Linked DNA regions of Mus musculus: all the other regions are linked to region 3. A link is a contact called in public Hi-C data. All regions are on one chromosome and are shown on one strand. The core of a region is the stretch at or near the end of the contact, and the rest is flanking DNA. Distances in the headings are between cores, read along the strand shown.

The links. Hi-C and Micro-C count contacts between places; a contact is called where the count stands out from the background.
Region 1: a Hi-C map of embryonic fibroblasts shows a contact between it and region 3, with 2.6 times the contacts expected there. The contact joins two enhancer-like sites. A contact is called at or near these places in 6 of 484 Hi-C or Micro-C datasets (the C2C12 cell line, adipose-derived mesenchymal stem cells, embryonic fibroblasts and 1 more) and 3 of 115 datasets of contacts at active chromatin or transcription factors (the 230-238 cell line, heart atrium and large pre-B cells).
Region 2: a Hi-C map of adipose-derived mesenchymal stem cells shows a contact between it and region 3, with 3 times the contacts expected there. The contact joins two enhancer-like sites. A contact is called at or near these places in 7 of 39 promoter capture datasets (the 3T3-L1 cell line, frontonasal cranial neural crest, hippocampal neurons and 3 more), 5 of 484 Hi-C or Micro-C datasets (adipose-derived mesenchymal stem cells, nephron progenitors, stem cell-derived neural stem cells and 2 more) and 3 of 115 datasets of contacts at active chromatin or transcription factors (cardiomyocytes, embryonic fibroblasts and epiblast stem cells).

What each region holds. Positions count from the first base shown.
Region 1 is chr13:5,712,489-5,716,980 of GRCm38.p6, reverse strand. The region is part of intron 1 of Gm35330 (a long non-coding RNA gene); the gene reads left to right. Among named protein-coding and RNA genes, the nearest start is that of Gm35330, 9.9 kb to the left of the region's middle. Within about 2 kb of position 2,625, at least 178 of the 459 cell types and tissues checked have an H3K27ac peak or open chromatin away from gene starts, as enhancers often do. A contact at or near this core is called in the C2C12 cell line, embryonic fibroblasts, heart atrium and 1 more, where this site is marked.
Region 2 is chr13:5,842,450-5,846,786 of GRCm38.p6, reverse strand. No RefSeq gene overlaps it. Among named protein-coding and RNA genes, the nearest start is that of 1700016G22Rik, 13 kb to the left of the region's middle. Within about 2 kb of position 1,481, at least 292 of the 459 cell types and tissues checked have an H3K27ac peak or open chromatin away from gene starts, as enhancers often do. A contact at or near this core is called in adipose-derived mesenchymal stem cells, embryonic fibroblasts and uterus, where this site is marked.
Region 3 is chr13:5,421,116-5,425,604 of GRCm38.p6, reverse strand. No RefSeq gene overlaps it. Among named protein-coding and RNA genes, the nearest start is that of Gm40660, 32 kb to the left of the region's middle. Within about 2 kb of position 1,279, at least 67 of the 459 cell types and tissues checked have an H3K27ac peak or open chromatin away from gene starts, as enhancers often do. A contact at or near this core is called in the C2C12 cell line, adipose-derived mesenchymal stem cells, embryonic fibroblasts and 2 more, where this site is marked.

The sequences.
Region 1 (4,492 bases), core at 1,376-3,875, 290 kb before region 3:
TATTGTGGAGAAGCAAATGAGGAAGTAGGGGGAGGGGCTAGGAACACAGTCCAGGAAGAGACAACTGTTGGAAGATCAAGGAGTGTTGTGTAATGCAGAGTCCACATATATTGGAAAGTCGAATCTGCCACATTTAATGATGGAATGGATAGGAGGTGTAAAACATAGGGGGACTCATGGCAAGTTTTTAGGCTACGGCATTCTGTGAATTGTCTAGGACTTGGTACAAAGAACCCCATTTGACATCTGAGATTTTGAAGGTTTACATGGATTGTATAATTTGTTCAAAGTGATGTCTTGCACATGTAGAACACTGAACCCAGGCTTCTCAGATTCCCAAATCTAAGCTCTTTCTCTATGCAACTTCACTTCATTTTCAAGTTTGTCCCAATATTTACAATGTAGAGAACTTTCTCTTTCATTTCCCAAGACTTGCTGTGTAACACTGAAGAACCACTAAGAAAAGTGTTAAATCATCTCTTTGTATCTTTGATCTGGGGCCAGTCAAATTCTCTGTAGTTCCTGTGCTCTGGAGTTACATACAGAGAATATAAATATAGGTACCAGAGTCAGCCATGTGCTTGCAGACCCATAGCTTTGGCGAACAAGTCACAGCCTGTATCTCGTAGGCTACTTCCAGATGCCATGCTCTAGCCTTTGTTGTTCTGCAGACCCTAAATCACGTTTGCTCAATTTTACATTCCTAGAGTTCATTTTCAAATGCATACCCCTACCATATCAGCATAGAGACAGACAAAATTATTTGTGGGTTTAAAATGCTTAGCTGGGAAACACATTGCCCTAGCAGTTGTCAAATTATTAGTGTTGTCTGATCATGCTTTCTAAACATTTCTTCATTGAGCATATTGAGGACTATTTATGCATTTGTCTGTCTGATTGTCTGTCTGTCTGTCTATTATCTATCTGCCTATTATCTATCATCTACCTGTCTATCAAACATCCATTATCTGCCGTCTCTTTACTCTCTATGTGTCACCTATTTACCATCTCTCTCTCTTTCTATTACACATCTATTTATCTATTTGATCATCTATTGTTTCTCATCTATTTACTAATCATTTTATTATGTATTAATGTCAACTCTTATCTATTGATTAATCAATAGATCTATAATCACATCTATCAACATATGTTGATCAATTGGTCTATCATTTGTCAGTTTTCTACTTATTATCTATTGGTGTACATTCATATTTACCTGTTCATATTGATCTGTGTGGAAATGATACAACAAAAGAGCATTTAAAAACAACTTATTTATTTATGATTGGTGTAAGTTTTCTTTTAGCCTCTAACCACTTCTTCAAAGTCCACCAAAAATGAAGGCCAAGAGGCAGTGAACATATCTCAGTTGGCAGAGTACTTGCCTAGCACGCATAAAGTCCTGAGTTCAAACCCTAGGACTAGAAAGCCAAGCATTTCACAGTGCTGATTCTAGAAGTTGGATGAATAAGAAGTTCAAGTGATCCTAGACTACCAAGTTCAAAGGGCCATGTAAGACTCCTTTAAAATAATAAAAAACAAATCACCAAATAAACCAACAAAAGCTTTAAACAAAGCCAAATCTAGGACCCCTGTCTTAGTGCATAGACAGTTAAAATAACAAAGCATCAGTGTGTGACAACGGATGTCTTATCATAGCATCTCATGCTGACTGTTAATTCGACAGATGCTTGCTGAAGCTCTGGTAAATATCAGGCATAGGAATTCTCAATATCAGGAATTGAGAATTCAAAAAAATCCATTTCAGGTCCTCGAAGAAGCCACATGACTAATCAGTTGAGGTGAAATATGTGTCTTTCAAATATAATAAGAACTAATTGCCAATTCTGAGAATACTGAAGGCTGCCTAGGTCCCTTTCCAAGAAGCATGTTATCTGATGAGCATGTTTATTCTCTGGTCTCTGGTGTCCAGACCACATTCTCTAGGGCTTTTCCTTCACAGACAATAACAGTCTCCAAGGGATTATCCTGTGTGTATATTTGTGCTTTTCAGTGTCTGCCATGGCACTCTGTGGCTCTGTGATGTAAACACTTATCTTCAGGTCATGTGATTTGGTCTCCTCAGAGCCACAACATTGTCCTGGCAACAGCTTTGATAGTAGGGTAAGTAAACTGATTTATAGACTCTATCTGAAGCAGCACACATCAGGAACATTTATCATATTCTAGATGTAGTTGTAGATGAAGTTGACCTAGGTAGTTCCAGGGAGGCAAACATTTGAAATGAGTCCCGGAAACGTTTTTCATCTTGAATTGGCATTGAAATATACGGATCGGATGTCTTGGCTTATGTCTACGGGCTGTTCATAGGGTTAATTCTATTATGGAATGGCACTATTCTGTTTCTCTGCCCAGTGTGTCTAAAGTTACCTTCTGTAATGGGTAGTATACAGCTTTGGCCACCAGATGTAACTGTCCCTGACTTGAGCCGTAACAATAGCTCCAACCTCACTTGCGAAGAGCAACCAAAACAAGCTGAGGAAAACGCTTCCTTGCCGAAAGAACACGTGTTCCAGAACGCGAGCTGCAGCAGACAGGCTACGTTCTTCTGCAGTTGACATTCTTTCCCCACTGACTTATTTTTACTTTCTGTTTGACTTGGCTTGCTTTTCTTTTTCCCTAAACGGTTTCTTCAGTCCTTCCTCCCTGGTAGGGTTTCCAGAGTGAAAGTCCTTTCTGCCCACACTTCGCAGAACTCAATGCAGACTCTTGTCCAGGGTCACTTGACGTCAAGGCTGACTTTTAAGTTTGCCAGAAAGACGATCTTTAGGGAACAGTTGACACCATCACTTTCTCTCTTTAGCATACAGCTACAAGCTGCCGAAGTTTATAGTTTACAAATTGCATTTCTAAACAATTTAATAAAAGGAAGACAAGAGGAGACTTTGAACACTGACAACTAACTCTTTTAAAAGACTTTTAACATCAGCATGTGTTAATTCATTACTCACTCCTCTCCCTCTCTCCTTGAGTTTTAAAATGCTTTAAACATTCCATTGCTTTTAGAATGCATACTTAAAAATCATTTATTTCTATCCCCTGAGATCATTCTATATTGTTTACTTTGTATGCTTGGATGATGTGCCCTCTGGATCTTAATAAAATCTACTTGAAAGCTTACATTGTGCTTATTTATAATTTTGAGTCTGTAGAAATTTCTCCGTTTAACAATAACTTTCTTGACTCTGTTCTCTGACATAAAAAATGGTTCTTGAAACCTTCTCTCTTCTCTTACTATTTAATCCATCCCATGACACCTTTTCCCCCTCCCTTTATTTTTTTTAACAGCCTGTCACTGAGTATTTGTTTACCAAATGTTACTTTTCTTGGATAAAATCTATTTTTGAGGCCTGCAAAAGCCAACAACTGTTTGATGCTGTCAGGCTTCGCTTTTATTTATGCATGAATAACATAAATAACTTGAAAATGACCCTAGCCTGTTTTTCTCAGATTTAGAGAGAGAGAAAAAAGTGCTTCCGGGCAATGTTTATGCCAAACCTCCTCATGCCAACTTTCCGGTTTTGGTGCCAACTGGTGTTTACAGCCAAGTTGTAAACCTTTGGTAAACACGACCCGTAATAAAAAGGCCAAGACAACCTGAACCAGGGCACTAAGGAATGGGTGTAAGTTTACTCTAAGACCAAAATTCTAACAGGAACAGAAGTGGGGAGTCAGCCAACTATGAAGTGCTCTCTCCAACCCACTGTAGCATGGAGAATACACAAATGATGGGTTTGTCTGCTAAGATCCCATTAACCCCACTTAGGCATTTTATTGGTTTCCTTTGCCACTGATTCAGAGAAGCCCAGTGATAAATTCAAAGTACCAGCTTTTATGTTGCCCAGTGGTTTGTTGTTGTTTGTTTGTTTGGTTGGTTGGTTGGTTGGGTTTGGTTTTGAATGTAAACTCTAACCAGGAGTAGAGATAAGAGCCTTAGCCTTGAGATGCTGTGTTATGTTGATAAGGACTGGCCAGAGTGCTTAAGAAAGAATCAATAGGCCCTTTTAAAATAAATTCAGAGATACCCATCCATGCCTACATTTTTTGAGTATGATGTATTCTGTATGTTGTTTATAAAACGCAAAGAAAAATATGTTCTTTATTATTTTTATTATTACTATTACTGCTACTAGTAGTACTATTCTCTCATATATCTCATTTATTTCCCCCTTCCACCCAGTCTTCCCTCCTTTCCCTTCTCCAGATCTACTTCTCCATTTCCCTTCCGAAGAGGGCAGGCCTCCCAGGGATATCAACCAAAGGTGCCATATTCAGTTGCAATACTATGAGGCACCTCCTACTTTGTTAGGATTCTATTTAGTGTGTGTGTGTGTGTGTGTGTGTGTGTGTGTGTGTGTGTGTGTATGTGTATGTGTGTGTGTGTGTGTGTGTGTGTGTGTGTGTGGTATGTGTGTATGTGTTTGTGTGCATGTTTGGAGGTATGCACAAATTTGTGCCTGTACATGTG
Region 2 (4,337 bases), core at 232-2,731, 420 kb before region 3:
ACTGTTATCTTAGTGACTATTATGATTATTATGAGTGTTCAGTGGGTAAAATAGTTCAGTTATTTATGTAAAAATTTATAATGTTTAATCTATGTTCAACTTTTTTGTCTGTTGGATTAATTGCTTTTGATTGCCAATTATCATACCTGCAAAGTTTTAATAGACAAAGGTAAACTTCAGATTATGCCAGGTCATAATGAAAAAAAATCAGAATTTTAGTAAAACTCTAGTATTTAGTAATGTGTTAAGAATTATATATAAGGTTATATTTATGTTTTTGTGTATATACACGTACATATGTAACAACAAAAACAAAATAAATGAGGTTATCAATTTGAGACTGAATGGGTTAGAAAAGAAGAGTTTGAGAGATGTAAAGGAAGGAGGGAAGTGATATATTTTAATTAAAATATTTTTTGAAAGTTTATCGAGGGTCTGGAGAGATGGCTCAGCAGTTAAGAGCATTGACCCTTCACATAGCAGCTCAGACCCATCTGTAACTCCAGTTCCAGGCTTCTGACACTCTCACACAGACATAATGCAGTCAAAAAAGCAATAAACATAAAATTATGTTCAAAATCAGTTTATCTAAACAGACCAGGCTCCGGCTAAGTATAGAAATGTTAGTATTTAGGGCTGAGAGGTTTTCTATCTGGACTCCAATACCCTAACCCATCCCCTTTAAAAATAGTAAACATATCTTCTATAGCTTATAGCAGTCATTTGATCCTAACATTTGTGAAAAACCTGTTTTGCAACATTTTAATAATGGCTTATCAAGAAATTCTTTCTTATTTGCTAGAATGCATAAATTAAAAACCTGAAAACAAGCATGGTTGCCTTGCGGTAGGTTTTTTTTTTTTTTTTCAAACGAGCCAACAAAACGGAATATAATATATGATCTTTTCTGGTCTAGCCCAGGCTGAGTCATTTCCTGTTTCAATAACAAGGATGTCATCAGCTAAACTCCAAGCAGCACAGTTTGTCACTGTGTGTGGCTTTATTTGTACATGTTGCTAGAAGGTTCTTAAGGAGCGTACACTCATTATTTTAATACCAGAAAAGAACCTTCCAGTGAGCACCTTTGGCTCTGGTTGGTGCTTCTGTATTATTTATGCTATAGCTAATCTGAGTGGGGAAATGAATGTATGCCCAGCTACATACAGTCACACTCGATGACACCGTAATTCTGTCTTGGGAATTCATAATTTACTCAGGTCACCAAGGTAGTTCACTCCAGTGTGGAATGTTTACCCAAATGTTGAGCTCTGGGCTCCAGTGCCAGCGGATATCAGAACTGAGAATGGTAAGGTCCGGATGTTGCCTGGATTTGCTGGTGTGACCCACACAGCAGCCACACTCCTCTCTGATTTCTTTGTCTAAAGGTTCTAAGATTCTTTTCCTAGAATCACAAGAGGGAGTTTGCACTGTTTACATGGTCAGCGCTCAGCGCACAGTGTTCTCTGAGTTGGTCCCGCTGAGACCCGTCGCCATGCCGATTGTAAATGACTCATCTGCATGAGTCAGCGTCTTCAAGGCGAGATGGCTATCTATTGCCTTTGTGCTACTATTTTTCCCAATTGGTGTTGTCCAGCAGCTGCAGATTCCAAACTATGTGCCTGTTTCTAGAATCCAGGAAACGTTGTTCATGGTTCAGGCAACATCCCCGCAAAGGGTAGGAGGCACAGGATTTAGATTTCTCATCAGACCCCTTTAATGTCTTTCTCAATTGACTTGAGTACGTTTCTCAGTATCAGGGGAAGCATTTCAGGAATTTTCTAGGTCTTACCTGTGAGAAGCCATTCTGATGACTCACAGGGATGGGACATTCCCCCTAGATTAAGGATTAAAGCAAAACAAAAAGAATCCTATTAGAAGAGGGGATTTCCTGGTGAAAAGAGAACCCTAAACCAAAAGACACCCACTTTTGTCTGAGCTTAAAAATCGTATTGCTTGTCACACAGAGCAGAAGGATCTTAAGGATCACACTTTCAAACCCTCATAGAGAATTATATTATGACTCAATTTCCCCTCCAGTGTATCTTAAAAATTCATCAGAGTCTAACGATACAGGCCTCTTTTGGTTGCAATAATTAACATCATATTGGCATTCAGTATGACTCTAAGTTCTGCATAAGTGTCTAAGGCGGTGATAGACAGGGTGGAATTGCTAAGTAAATGTTTACTGTAGGTTATAAAATATGAATAAAATGGGCATGGCTGTTTTCCTGTTACTTGCAGCCCCGGGGTTACTTTCTGGGTGAGCAACATGTGACCACCTCTGAATCAGTTACAACTGTAACTGTAAGCCTCATGGACTGAGATCCTGTGGATCTGACTCCTCCATGAGTTGCTAGGCTTCCGTTTCATAAACACCGTTGAAGAATTAGTTGCTATGTAACTTCCAACACCCTTGGATTAGTCCCACATTCTCCTAGGGGAGGGTGATGCTCATATTGGGGAAAAAAAACTCTTTCTAAAAAGGTGGCCCATCTTCTGTCCATGGCCACAGACACAGATTATTCCCAGTCTCAAAGCTACTATTTGGGGATAGAGAAATAGTTTGATTTCAGTCCATTTAAATGGTGTGGTCCCTCATCAGCAGACAGAAGCAGTCCCATGAAGAATGGAAGAAATGCTAAGACTACCATGGATTACTTCCATTTACCAAGAGTTTACAGGCAGAGCTTCAACCAGGCTACTCATTTCCTGCTTTGCCTCCAACAGAACCGGTTCAATCCTGTACTTATCTCCACTTCGTCCTAGCCCTTCAGGCTCCCTCCTTGGTGGTCAGGGTTTTGCATTCAGAGAATTGACCTTTACCATACATCAATTGTTAACTGATAAGGAATTCAAAAGACTTCTTAAATCCTTAGCTTTCAGAGCTGTGCTGAGACCACTTTCAGTCTTAAGTCTCTTTACCCACAATAACCTAAATTCCAGTCAATATGTCTCCCTGCCAGCCTGGACCACAGCAAAGAGCTAACATAGCCTCTCCCTTGCCTCTAACTTGCTGTGTCTTCTTTGACTTCCATTTGCTGGTCTTCACTTAGCACCAGTTAAACTCTGTCTCTCTGAACTACTTTGCTGTCATTCTGGACTCAATGGTCTCTTTCTCCTTTGCTAATGATTCTGCTATTGGCTTGAAAATGATTTGTGATCTACAGTTTTAGTGGTGTGTCTTCTGTGTAGATGGTCAAAAGTGAGAGTTTCTCTCCTTCCCAGCACATTTAAATGCTTCTAACCACAGAAAGAACATTCCAGCTATGTTTCTATGGATAAGCAAGTCAGCTTCCTCTCCAAGCCTCAGTTTCCTTATGTGTACCACGAGAGTACAAAACCTACCTGACAAGAATTGTTGTGAAGGACAAGGGAGGGAACACGTAAAAAAGAGTAGGGCGCTTACATCCAGCAGCTCTTCTGGAGATACCAGGTTAAGATCATAGGAGAACTGGGCTCATTAGTTCTCCAAGAGAAGACAGCTATACACCAGGCGCTATTATTAGGATCTCTGATTTGGGGTTCTGAACTTGTACGTTTGACAGGGGCTTCATGTCCTCTGTGTCATTCAATAGTGACAAACGAAAAGAAAAGATTCTGGCAGATGATCAACAGCCTTTCCTGCTGCTGTGGTCATAAACCCCATGGCTATTTTAGGGCCAGTATTGTTCAAGCTGGATTTAGTTTTCCTTTGCTGTCTATTTTGGCGTTGAGTCGCTCTAAAAGGGCAGGCTCCACATGGTGTGTCAGGCCAGTGGCTCATCCACTGTCTTTGTCCAAGTTTACTCAGTGAAAGATACCACCACCAATGAGAAAATGAAAGTCAGAAAGAACTTGAAAAAGATCTCATTCTCCATTTAGAATCTTAAAAATACATTTTTTATACAAAGTCATATCCTAGGAAGTGTTTCTTCTTTTTAGTTGTAAAATTAAAGAAGGTCATATGTATCTAATTATGCGATTTATTAGAGGAAACATCTATCTTTAGATATTCACAGATCTCTCTGCAAATATGTCCTGTGTCTGTGTGTATTAGTCTGTATATATGCATGTGTGCCTCTGTGTGTGTTAGTCTATATGTGTCTATGTGAGTGTCAATGTGAATTTATCTGTGTGTGCCTGTGATGTCTCTAATACATATGCATTTATTGTTATGGATATATATATGTATATATATATGTGTGTGTGTGTGTGTGTGTGTATACCTATTTGTTCATGCGTCTCTGTGTCCATGTACACATTTGTGTTTGCGTATATATAATGAATGTGCTTGTATGTGGTGGTGATTTTTTTCATGTGTTCATCTGTTTTCTGGGTGTGATGTTTTCTTTCTTACT
Region 3 (4,489 bases), core at 30-2,529:
GATGAGTCTTGAGGAGTAGATTATGAGTCAGGAAGAGGAAACATTTATTTCTTGGCATCCATCCATTTCATAACTCAGAATAGCATGTTTTATGACAAGGAGGATACTGCATGGAACACTGCATTATGTTAATGGAGAAATAGGTGGGCAGGGAACTTTGAGGACATTTAGGAATGAAGCTACATGTTCATAGTTTGCTCCAGCCCAGTCCCTTCCTGCAGTTTGTGGTATTCAGATTAGAATGTCCTCGTGCCTGGGCTAAAGCTCTTAACCCCACTTCCTGAAATCAAGCATTTTTAACTTAGGTACCAGTCACTTTATTGGATCTGTGTCTAAAGAGAGTGATTCTATAGACCAGTGAATGAGTCTCTCTTCTTATTTTATTATTAATTATTGTCTTTAACAATTTTATAAATGAATATGAATGCACTATGATTAGTCCCCACCACCTCCAGACCATCACCCTTCTTGCCCAGTCAAGTCTCCTTCTCCTTACAAGTCCCTTTATCACATTTATGTCTTTTTCTTTTTATCTTGTGATTTATTCTGTTTAAACAGGGCTGCCTCTAGTGACTATGGGATTTTAACTCTCCATTTTATCCAAGAGGACACGTCTGTGGACACAACTGCTTCCTGTGCACAATCCACCACTAGCTTTTGTCTATTACTATGTGGAGCTCAATTCATCTGTTCTCTGCATCCATCAAATGTTATTCATGGAGAATATTATATAGAATCAAGCACAAATTATGTGAATTTTTGTTATAATAAAATAATTCCTTACTCTACAAATTCTATTGTTTTTTAGCTTGTCCAGAGTGACTCTCAGTACTCTTTATTGTTTATTCTAGGAAGAGAGGAACCAAGTGACTCTTGTCTTCCTCTTTCCCAATAATAGCTGACCCTTAAAGGACATTAACATTGATGTCCCTATAGCTAAGAATTAGGCCACCATGCCATAGCAACAGTCACTTGTTTGTAGGAGCTTCATCAGTGATTATGAGTTGAGGCAGACAACAGTCATCTATATTCTTAAGCAAATACTTGGAGTAATATTTAAGAGATGCATCACATTTATCTAGTAAAATGATAGAAGTTGCTTCCTCATTGGTACCTCCAGCTTTCCAAGTCAGTTTTTTGACTTAGCTTACACAACCAGAAGAGAACTCACTTTTGAGAAACAGGCCTTAAATTCAAAGCTTGTTGGTCTTACCCATTATTAGGGAGCCGCTATTGCATAAGCTGTCACTTCCTGCCTGGCAAGTTGGATTTTAGCAAGCTGGACACATAATCAAGCAGGAATGTTGTTGACTGTTCACTAGCAGCCTACAGAATTCCCTCTGGTGCTGTAAAAGCCAGCCAGCAAAGTAGGAATTTCCAGTTTTGTCCTAATTTAATTTCTCTATGTCCTGCAGTCAAAGGATGTGGTGTCTTCAGCAATAGGGTTTTAACATGTAGGTCTGGAATACAACCAACAACAGTAGCAATAGCCTCTCTGGTTTGTGGGGCCTCAGAGGCTTCCATGGCTAACAACTCATAAGGATGTAGCTTACTCTTGGCACTGGGGCTTTTATTCAAACTCAGTATGGCTTCTGAGAATATCCTTTTATATCTATATAGGGTTGCTTTTTAATTTTTTCCATTTAACTTGATCTAGTCCCAGTAGGACTTTAAGGTGTATGGAGTGCCCCTGCATCTGGTTGTTTCTCCTGTGACTTTTCAAATGTGGGGATAGCACTCAGAGGTCAGTGTTATGCCATCTATATAACAAAACATTTTCCAGAGAATGGACAGGACAAGGAAACATCCCAAACCATCATCCCACATCAAAGAGTGAATTTACAGTGAAGATGGTCAACATGAACACAGAATTTGTGAGCAAGGCGAATCTTACATTCTCATTATTTAGGCTTCTGACCCTGTAGTCCCCAGCACCCCAAATTTTCAGAGATTCTTTGGGATCTTTATGGCTCCATCTCACATTCTGTTCATACTTACCAAGTCCAGTTTCTCTTCATTCCTAAAGGACAGAATCTTGTATTCCATCATGGCAGCCAACTAACTGAGTAATCCTTATTAATAAACATTAACAATTTGATATGATGGCACTTTTGTGGAAAATCTCACTTGGTCAACTGTGAGGCTGAGCATAGTCCAAATAGCACCACCTAGCTCATTATGGACTCTACCAGGGCATGGAGCTGGCACAGCTGACATTAACGTGCACTTAGCACACGGAAGATTTCCTCAGCTGTCCTGTATTTACTGCTGAGTAAATAGGAGGGGAAATTACAGGTCAGTTTGACCCTGTTGCATAGCAACACCATGTTGTAAGCAGAAAATGATTATCCAAAGACACAGATATTTTAGTATTCAGTGGGAAAGCTGCCCCCAGAATGCATTTTTATAGTAAATTATACCAATTTCTGAGGGATATTCATAGATACTCAGAAAGATTTTTGCTTATCTGTGGTTTGGGGTCTTGCTTCCACACTTACAGGGCTGAAGTAATATTACAGCTAACTATATCAGTATAGGTGCCCATGCAAAAAGGAAAAGAAAGAAAGAAAAAAAAAAGTAGTGGCCAGAGAATTTATTTGTCCAGCCTTGAAGCTGATGGCTTTACCACCCTCTCTTCTGATATCATTCTGAGTTTAAAAAACCATAAAGCCAATCTTAGTGTAGTTATTTGTAGTTATCACAGCAGTATTCAATCATAACAGCATCAGGTTAGATGTAGAAGCAATATGTGCACCCCCTTTTTCCATAAATCATAATCAAGTTTTAATTGAATGAATTTTTCCAAATTAACAATTAAAATGTGTATTGTATTTTTTTCAGAAAGTGATGTGAAGTTTCAACATTTTAATGTGCTTTTTTTGTGAGGAGAGTAGATTATCCAGTCTCTGGGGGTATTCAAATAATGGTTTGTGTGTGTGTATGTGTGTGTGTGTGTGTGTGTGTGTGTGTGTGTGTGTGTGTGTATGTGTGTCTCTGTGTATGTGCCTGTCTGTGTGTCTATGTCTCTGTGTGTCTGTGTCTATGTGTTTGTGTCTTTGTGTATGTGCATGTCTATGTGTATGTCTGTGTGTGTCTCTGTGTGTGTGCATGTCTGTGTGTGACTATGTCTCTGTCTGTCTGTCTGTCTGTCTGTCTGTCTGTCTGTCTGTCTGTTTCTGTGTGTGTCAGAAGTCAATGTCAGATATCTTCCTTCCTCAATCACTTTTCCACCTTTTGTTTAATTTGTCAGTTAGTTCATTTTGAGATGTGGTCTTTTGCTGAGCTTTTATTGAAAAATACAATTGTCAGAGTCCAATGACACAGGTAGAAAATAAACACTTTAGAAATATGCCTGTAGGCATTTTTTTTCTGTAGGAAGAAAAAAAAAAAAAAAGAAAAAAGAAAAAGCAACTGTAAACTGACCTGATTTACTCAGAGGAAACGGGAGATCTGAAGAAATGTATGACTAGTGTGAACCTGGCGGTCATTGACTCACCTGGTATCCCTGGCCAGTGAGCTCTGGAGACACTCTTGTCTCCATGTCTCTCAGCACTTGGGGTTACAGGAGACTGCAGTGGCACTGGCTTTTAATGTGAGTGCTGAGGATTTGAACTAGGATCTCTGTGCATGCTTAGGAAATACTTTATGCACTGGGGTATCACCCTGGAATCTTGGATATTATACTTATCCTGAAGAGGCCATTCCTCATGGTCAGAGAATCTTAGTATCATCTCATATACCCCAAATTTCCCATAAAACTAACTGAGCCAGTGTGGGTAGGGTAATTGAAAGCAAAGCAAGCAAAAGCCAGATGCCAAATTCTGACGACTTTCCTCTGGAAACTGGTCCAAGCATCTGGGTATAATGATATAATGGTTATTGACTTTTTCTTTGGATGTATTGTCAAAATTTCTTGTACTTAGGGATATTTGGTAAAATGGGTATTGCATTGCTGTTTCTACTCTCCTGCTTCTTTATATTAATAGCCATACAGAGATTCTCCCTGCCATGTAAAGAATACTGCAGTAGCTATAGGTAAGTCCATATCATCATTCAATGTCTAGAGCAGTGTGACATTAAATCAGCAACTTGATTCTTGTCATTTTTCTTACCTGTAAAGTGTGGATAGATTCTGACTAATTTAATATATGCTTTTAAACCCAAGGATTGTTAGATATACCTGACTACCTACCATTTTCTCATTCTAATTGTGATAGTCTAATTTTTCTCATTCACATTGAGACAGGAGAGCCAGAAACAGACTATAGTCCTCCTCCAGTTACTTGAAAAGCTTTAAGAAAATACAACAGCATTGCCTTGTTCTTCAGAGAATCTTGCCCTTCCTCTCAGACATTCTACACACAGAGTGTTTATCCAGCGATATAGCTGTAATAGACCTGTCATCCCAGGATTTACTTAAGCCCAACGGGACCTATTTTATATTTTCAACCTATTATCTTTCTGTTGAACTAAGTTCACACTAATCATG